2 separate regions of the Capra hircus genome follow, and region 1 is linked to region 2. A link is a contact called in public Hi-C data. All regions are on one chromosome and are shown on one strand. Each heading gives the region's core, a stretch centred on a gene start, on an enhancer-like site or on the middle of the called end of the contact. The rest is flanking DNA. Distances are from core to core; before and after follow the strand shown.

Region 1 (2,733 bases), core at 34-2,533, 160 kb before region 2:
CAGTAGCAGACTAACTTCCTGAAAATTACCATCCTGCCTTCTGGGGAGAAACCAAGAGTATTTAAGGAAAGTCTTGAGACTGGGGTTAAAAGGAACAAGCAAAACTAGCAAGAAGGCCTGCCAGCATTAATCAGTAACAAAAAATGCAAACTTAGTTCCCAGCAATGCAAAGGGAAGACAGGAAAAACAGTTTTAGAAATCATCTATCAAAACAGTTTTAACCTTTCGGCCCTTTTACAGTTCGGAGGATGTTACTTCTTCATTAGTTTATTAAGAGACATTACCCCGTATACTAGTGACCTGGGAAATACTGTTATTATAAATTTTAATTTCTGCAGTGAGCCTCTATTTAAAAAAATTACTGTACTGGCAAAGACAATCTCAGTCTCTGAACATAATTTACCCGGAAAAATGAGAATTTTGTTAAGGACTGCAGAGAAAGAGGAGCTAAGAAAGGGCTAGGGCACCGTGATGGCTCGAAAGAGGTGGACAGAAATGGGCTCTACAGCCCAAATGGAGGGATACGCCTAAGGCAGGAGGGAAGGGGAAAAACTTAAGGTCAAGTGGTAGAATGAGACATGAAGTTGAGCGAGTTAGTCAGGGCCTCGGTACACATTTGTCTGTGTACACAATTTGCTGAGTCCAACCCTCGTCAGACACCGGGTTCTGTCAGGGCAGCAGCCAGACCCATGTAACGCAAGCAAACAGAAAAGGAGGCTGGGAGAGAGTGGGTAAAGGCCGCCGCGGTCAGGAGTGAGTCACGACTAAACAGCCGCGGGTAATCAGCCTACGAGCCCCACACGCCGTGAGCAGTGCCGGATGTGGCGACACTGAGCAGGGCGTCCCTTTCAGCCAATGGCCGCGCGGTCCGCCGTACGACGGTGACCGGAGGGGTACCTGGGGAGAAAAGGCGGGAGGCCCATGAGGAGCGAGAAAGGACCACCCCTCCACGTCATTACGCGAGTTACCAGAGCAGTGTATCGGAGGGCCCGCGTCTCTTTCAGTTTCCCTTCCGCGGGTTAACTAATTCAGAGACACCACGCCTTCAACCTGTGGACCGCCTCATGCCGGAAGCTGCCCCCAGTAAAGATGGCGGACAGGCAACGAGGAAAAGCCTGAAGTAGGCGGGAAAGGAGGAGCCGGCAGAAGGCGTGCCGGGGCGTGTCGTGAAGGGCGAGGCCCGAATGGGCGTGGCCATCCGTCCCTACTGGGCTTTCGATCTATGAGGCTCACAAGCTGCAGCCAACCGAGTCCCTCCGTCGTCTCCTGGAGGCGGGTCACCACTGGCCTCGCCCCCGTTGGATCACTCCCTCTTGGAAGGTTATCACCTGAGTTTTCAAGATTTGACTTGGGTTGGGCCACTAACCTCCAGTCCCTCTGCGATGGAGGACGCGCAGGAGAACACCGCGGAGTCTGGTTCCTCCGTCCAGTGGTCCGAAGAGCCTGCTGGCTTGGCCAAGGTCCCCGAGGTGTCGCTTTCTGAGGAGTCGGAGGGCTGCACCCGGCCCCTGGAGGCGGCCCCCCCAAAACTCTGTGGATATTTAAGTAAGTTTGGTGGCAAGGGGCCCATCCGGGGCTGGAAGTCCCGCTGGTTCTTCTTCGACGAGAGGAAATGTCACCTGTATTATTCGCGGACCGCGCAGGATGCGAATCCGTTGGACAGCATCGACCTCTCCAGTGCGGTCTTTGACTGCAAGGCGGACGCCGAGGAGGGGACTTTCGAAATCAAGACTCCCAACCGCATAATTACCTTGAAGGTAAATGGAGCACTTTTTCCCCTTTTTGGCCGGGATGGGATCCAGGGCACCGCCGAGCACAGGTGGGTGGTCACAATAAACTTATTATAATCACCGACCCCGATCACCTCAGTGAACCCTGGGTGCCCAGGGTTTTGTGCTTTTCAAAGCACATTCACACCCATTTCCTCATTAGGTTCCTGCAGTAAAGGCCAGGATGATGGACCTATATTACGGATCAAAAAACTGAGTCATAAAGGGGTAAAGGGACTGGTTTGAGTCACACCACTAAAAAGTAGTGTAGCCCACACTTGGAATCTCATAGCTTTCCTACCTCTCACTACCCTATCAAAACTTTTAGGATACAGTCCATTGGGTTCCAAAACAGTGAGACAAGGCTTAACCAGCTTAACAACAAAAAACTAGGCAGTTACCATAACTTTCTTACTTAGGGCTGAAGTACAGTCAAGATATGAGCTTTGCAATCCTCTTTCAAGGCCTGGATTCTGGATTACTTTTCTTGATGTTGTAGCCAAGGGGAGTGAATGCTGAGAAAACATTGGCAGAGATTGGGAGATAAATACTTAGGTTCCACTGATCAACCTACATTGGTCATTGAAGCATATCCAAACCTGTTTTCTCATCAGTAAGTTCTGTTTTATTATCATATTTAACTGGAAAAGCCTGAAGCATTGCAAAGACCATGTGCTTTGAAATCAGACAGGCTTGGATTCAAATTCTGCGTCAGCTACTTACTAACTGTGTGGCTCTGGGCAAGTTAACCTCTTAGTACCTAGATAGTTTGTGAGACTAAAACAAGGTATGTAAGCACCTGGCACATCACAGGCCCCTGCAAGTTACTGAATTAATCTCAGCCTAGACTACTGCTGGCATCTAGTGGGGGTGCAATACATATTTGTTGACTGAACACACAAACTGACAGAACCAAGGTCAGAAAGTTCTTGTCAAGTGAAAGTGCCTAGAACTTAACTAGAAA
Region 2 (2,700 bases), core at 188-2,687:
GCCAGGCAGCCTCATAACTTCTCCTCTCCTCTGCCCCACATCACAAAGGCTTTCTGAGCCTGTCTGAAAGGAACTCAATCGAGTATGGCCCTCCCTAGGCATCCAGGGGTTACACACAGAGCAAAGGGTCCTACCAGCAAACTGGTTTGGGTGAAACACTGCACTGTAAGACCTCACCTTGGAGGGTCCTAGTGAATACACTCCTCTAGCTGTTTCACTCCTAGTGTTTCCCACACGTATTCAGCACAGAACCCTTGTTTATTTGGGGAAGGGACTTTGACTCTAAATTAATGAATTAATGAGGAACCCCCTTTCCACAATGTATCCCATGAGAAATCTGGGAGCCTGCTGATCTAAGGGGTAACAGAAAAGACAGGAGTGGGGATGGGGTTTTTCTAAAGCTGCTTCCACTCCCCTTGATTTCCGGATCTATGACAATGAGCTGGGAGAACAGGTGTCGTAGGGCTTGCTCAGGCTGAGGAAAGGATGGAGGGCGAGGATGCATGGAGCCAAAAAGGCCTGGCCTGCCCTCAGTCCAGTCAGAGTATACCACAACACAGGCAGGGGTGCTCTGGAGCAGGGGTGTTGGAGGAACGAGGGCAGGCACTGTGGAGGCAGGCACGAGGAGGGAAGGGTGGCTCTGCTGGAATGGGTCCTCCAAAGGCCGCCTCTACGTCATGGCTCCCATTTGCTTTCTCAACAAAACTCCATTTCGACCAAAGGCACTCTGCTCATTTCAGTCGAGTTCCACAGGCCTCTGTGCAGCTTTTGACCAGGTGCCCTGGTATTTTCTTGGTCTTCATAAAGTTCCACCATGCCTTAACCTTTCCTCAGCACACAAAGAACGCCCTAGGAGAGCACACACAGAGGAGAAAGCTGGCACTCAGTACATGCCTACTGCCCAGAGGAAGTCAGGGGGGTGAGTTCTCAGAGCTGCTTGCTAGACAAACACGGAACAAGCGACCAACCCACCTCGAACAGCCGGGTAGACGGGACTTGCTGGTTCAGCAAAAAGGGACCTGGCGGGCAAAGCAAGTGGCACTCTTGCAAAGGCTCTTAAGAATGCCGCAATGGGAAGCCCTTGAAGAGTAGCCCCTGCTTTCCGCAACTAGAGAAAGCCCATGCACATCAACAAAGACCCAGCACAGCAAAAATAAATAAATCTAAAAAAAAAAAAAGAATACATTTCTCCTCACTGGCTGTGCCTTGGTCTGTCAGGACACCAGTGGGGAGCAAATGGCATTCCTAAGACAGAGAAGACTCCCTGCCCCGTTAAGTGTGAAGCAGAGAAAAGGATTCTAAGCAACAGAACAGCTGTCAGTCAGTGGATACAAATCTTGCAAGCCCCCAGGTTCATCTCACCAGGTCCTCACTGTAGCTGTGGGGTGGGCATCTTGATTACCTCATTGTCACAGATGGACACCTGTGGCTCAAAGGTTATGTGACCAGCCCAAGCTCACAGAGTAAGTGACAGTGTCAGCACCTGAGTGTGGCTGCAGAGCTCAAATTTACACACCAAACTGCTCCCTGGGAAACCAGGCAGCCCCAGCCACCAACACCCAGACTCCTCTCCTTCCCCTGTGTGCTCCTGACTCTTAACCTCAAAGCCACCTGGCAGCGAAAGACCTAAAGAAGTGACTTCCTGAGCAGCGGCTGCCCAGCTGCAAGCAGACGCCAGGCACTCCCTTCAGAGCCCACATCCGGTAGCTCAGGTGTCTGGAAACAGTCTGAACAGGAAAGTCCTCATTCCAGGTCCAAGTCACCTTAGTGACCCTGCCAGAGTCTATGCTGACTCGGGACAAAGGAGTAGGGAGAGCCTTTGGAGGGCAGCGTCTTCACACGCGAAGGGAAATGGAGGCCCCAGAGCAGGGAAGCGACCCGAAAAGCTCACATGGAGATGAACTCAGCAGAGCAGGGCAAGGACCTGGATTTCCTGACCCTCAGCCTGGGCTGCTTCCTCAACTGCAACTAATGTCGCTGAGCGCTGGCTGTGTGCTGCGCCTCCTGCAGGTGATCACATTTAATCCTCACGACAACCCTGCGAGGTGAGTTCAGCTGAAGACACAGAAGCACAAAGAAGGTACATAACCTCCACCCGGACTTACCAGGAATGAGAGGCCAAAACCTCATACATTGCTGGTGGAACGTAAAATGGTGTAGCCACTTTCAAAATGTCTGGCAGTTCTTCAAAGAAGTTAAACACTGAGTTACCATAAAAATATATATATACCCAAAGGACCACATACTGTCTGATTCTTTTTATATACAATGTCCAGAAAAGGCAAATCTATAGAGACAGACAGCAGATTAGAAGTTGCCTGGGGCTGGGAGAATTGAAGGAATTGAGGGATGACTGCTAACGGGCACAGGGCTTCGTTTTGGGCGATAAAAATGCTCTAAAATTAATTGAGTGAATTGTATGATGCGTCAATAAAGCTGTTATTTAAAAAAAAATCTATCCCTGGGAATTCCCTGGTAGTCTAGTGATTAGAATTTGGCGCTTTCACTGCCTTGGCTCGGGTTCAGTCCCTGGTGGGAAATGAGATCCTGCAAGCCACATGATGAGGCCAAAAAGAAAAAAGAAAAAATCAGTCCCCTTGTCCTGGGGGCAACTTGGGTCCAAGACTCTCCAGCCACCAACATGGAGGGCGGTGAAGAACAGGGGGATGCCCAAAGGCTCTGCTGAGCTCTGGGAAGCCG

Evidence for each region. A called contact is a pair of places that touch in the nucleus more often than the background predicts.
Region 1: a contact with region 2 is called in a Hi-C map of blood, with 2.1 times the contacts expected there. The contact joins the promoter of TBC1D2 here to the enhancer-like site in region 2. A contact is called at or near these places in 3 of 5 Hi-C or Micro-C datasets (all in blood).

What each region holds. Positions count from the first base shown.
Region 1 is chr8:63,014,385-63,017,117 of ARS1.2, reverse strand. It overlaps TBC1D2 (TBC1 domain family member 2A), which reads left to right and starts at 1,283. Exons shown (of 13, transcript XM_005683907.3): 1 at 1,283-1,757. The coding sequence starts at 1,383.
Region 2 is chr8:62,852,613-62,855,312 of ARS1.2, reverse strand. All of the region lies in intron 2 of NANS (sialic acid synthase), which reads right to left. Among named protein-coding and RNA genes, the nearest start is that of NANS, 6.2 kb to the right of the region's middle. Within about 2 kb of position 1,437, at least 3 of the 5 cell types and tissues checked have an H3K27ac peak or open chromatin away from gene starts, as enhancers often do.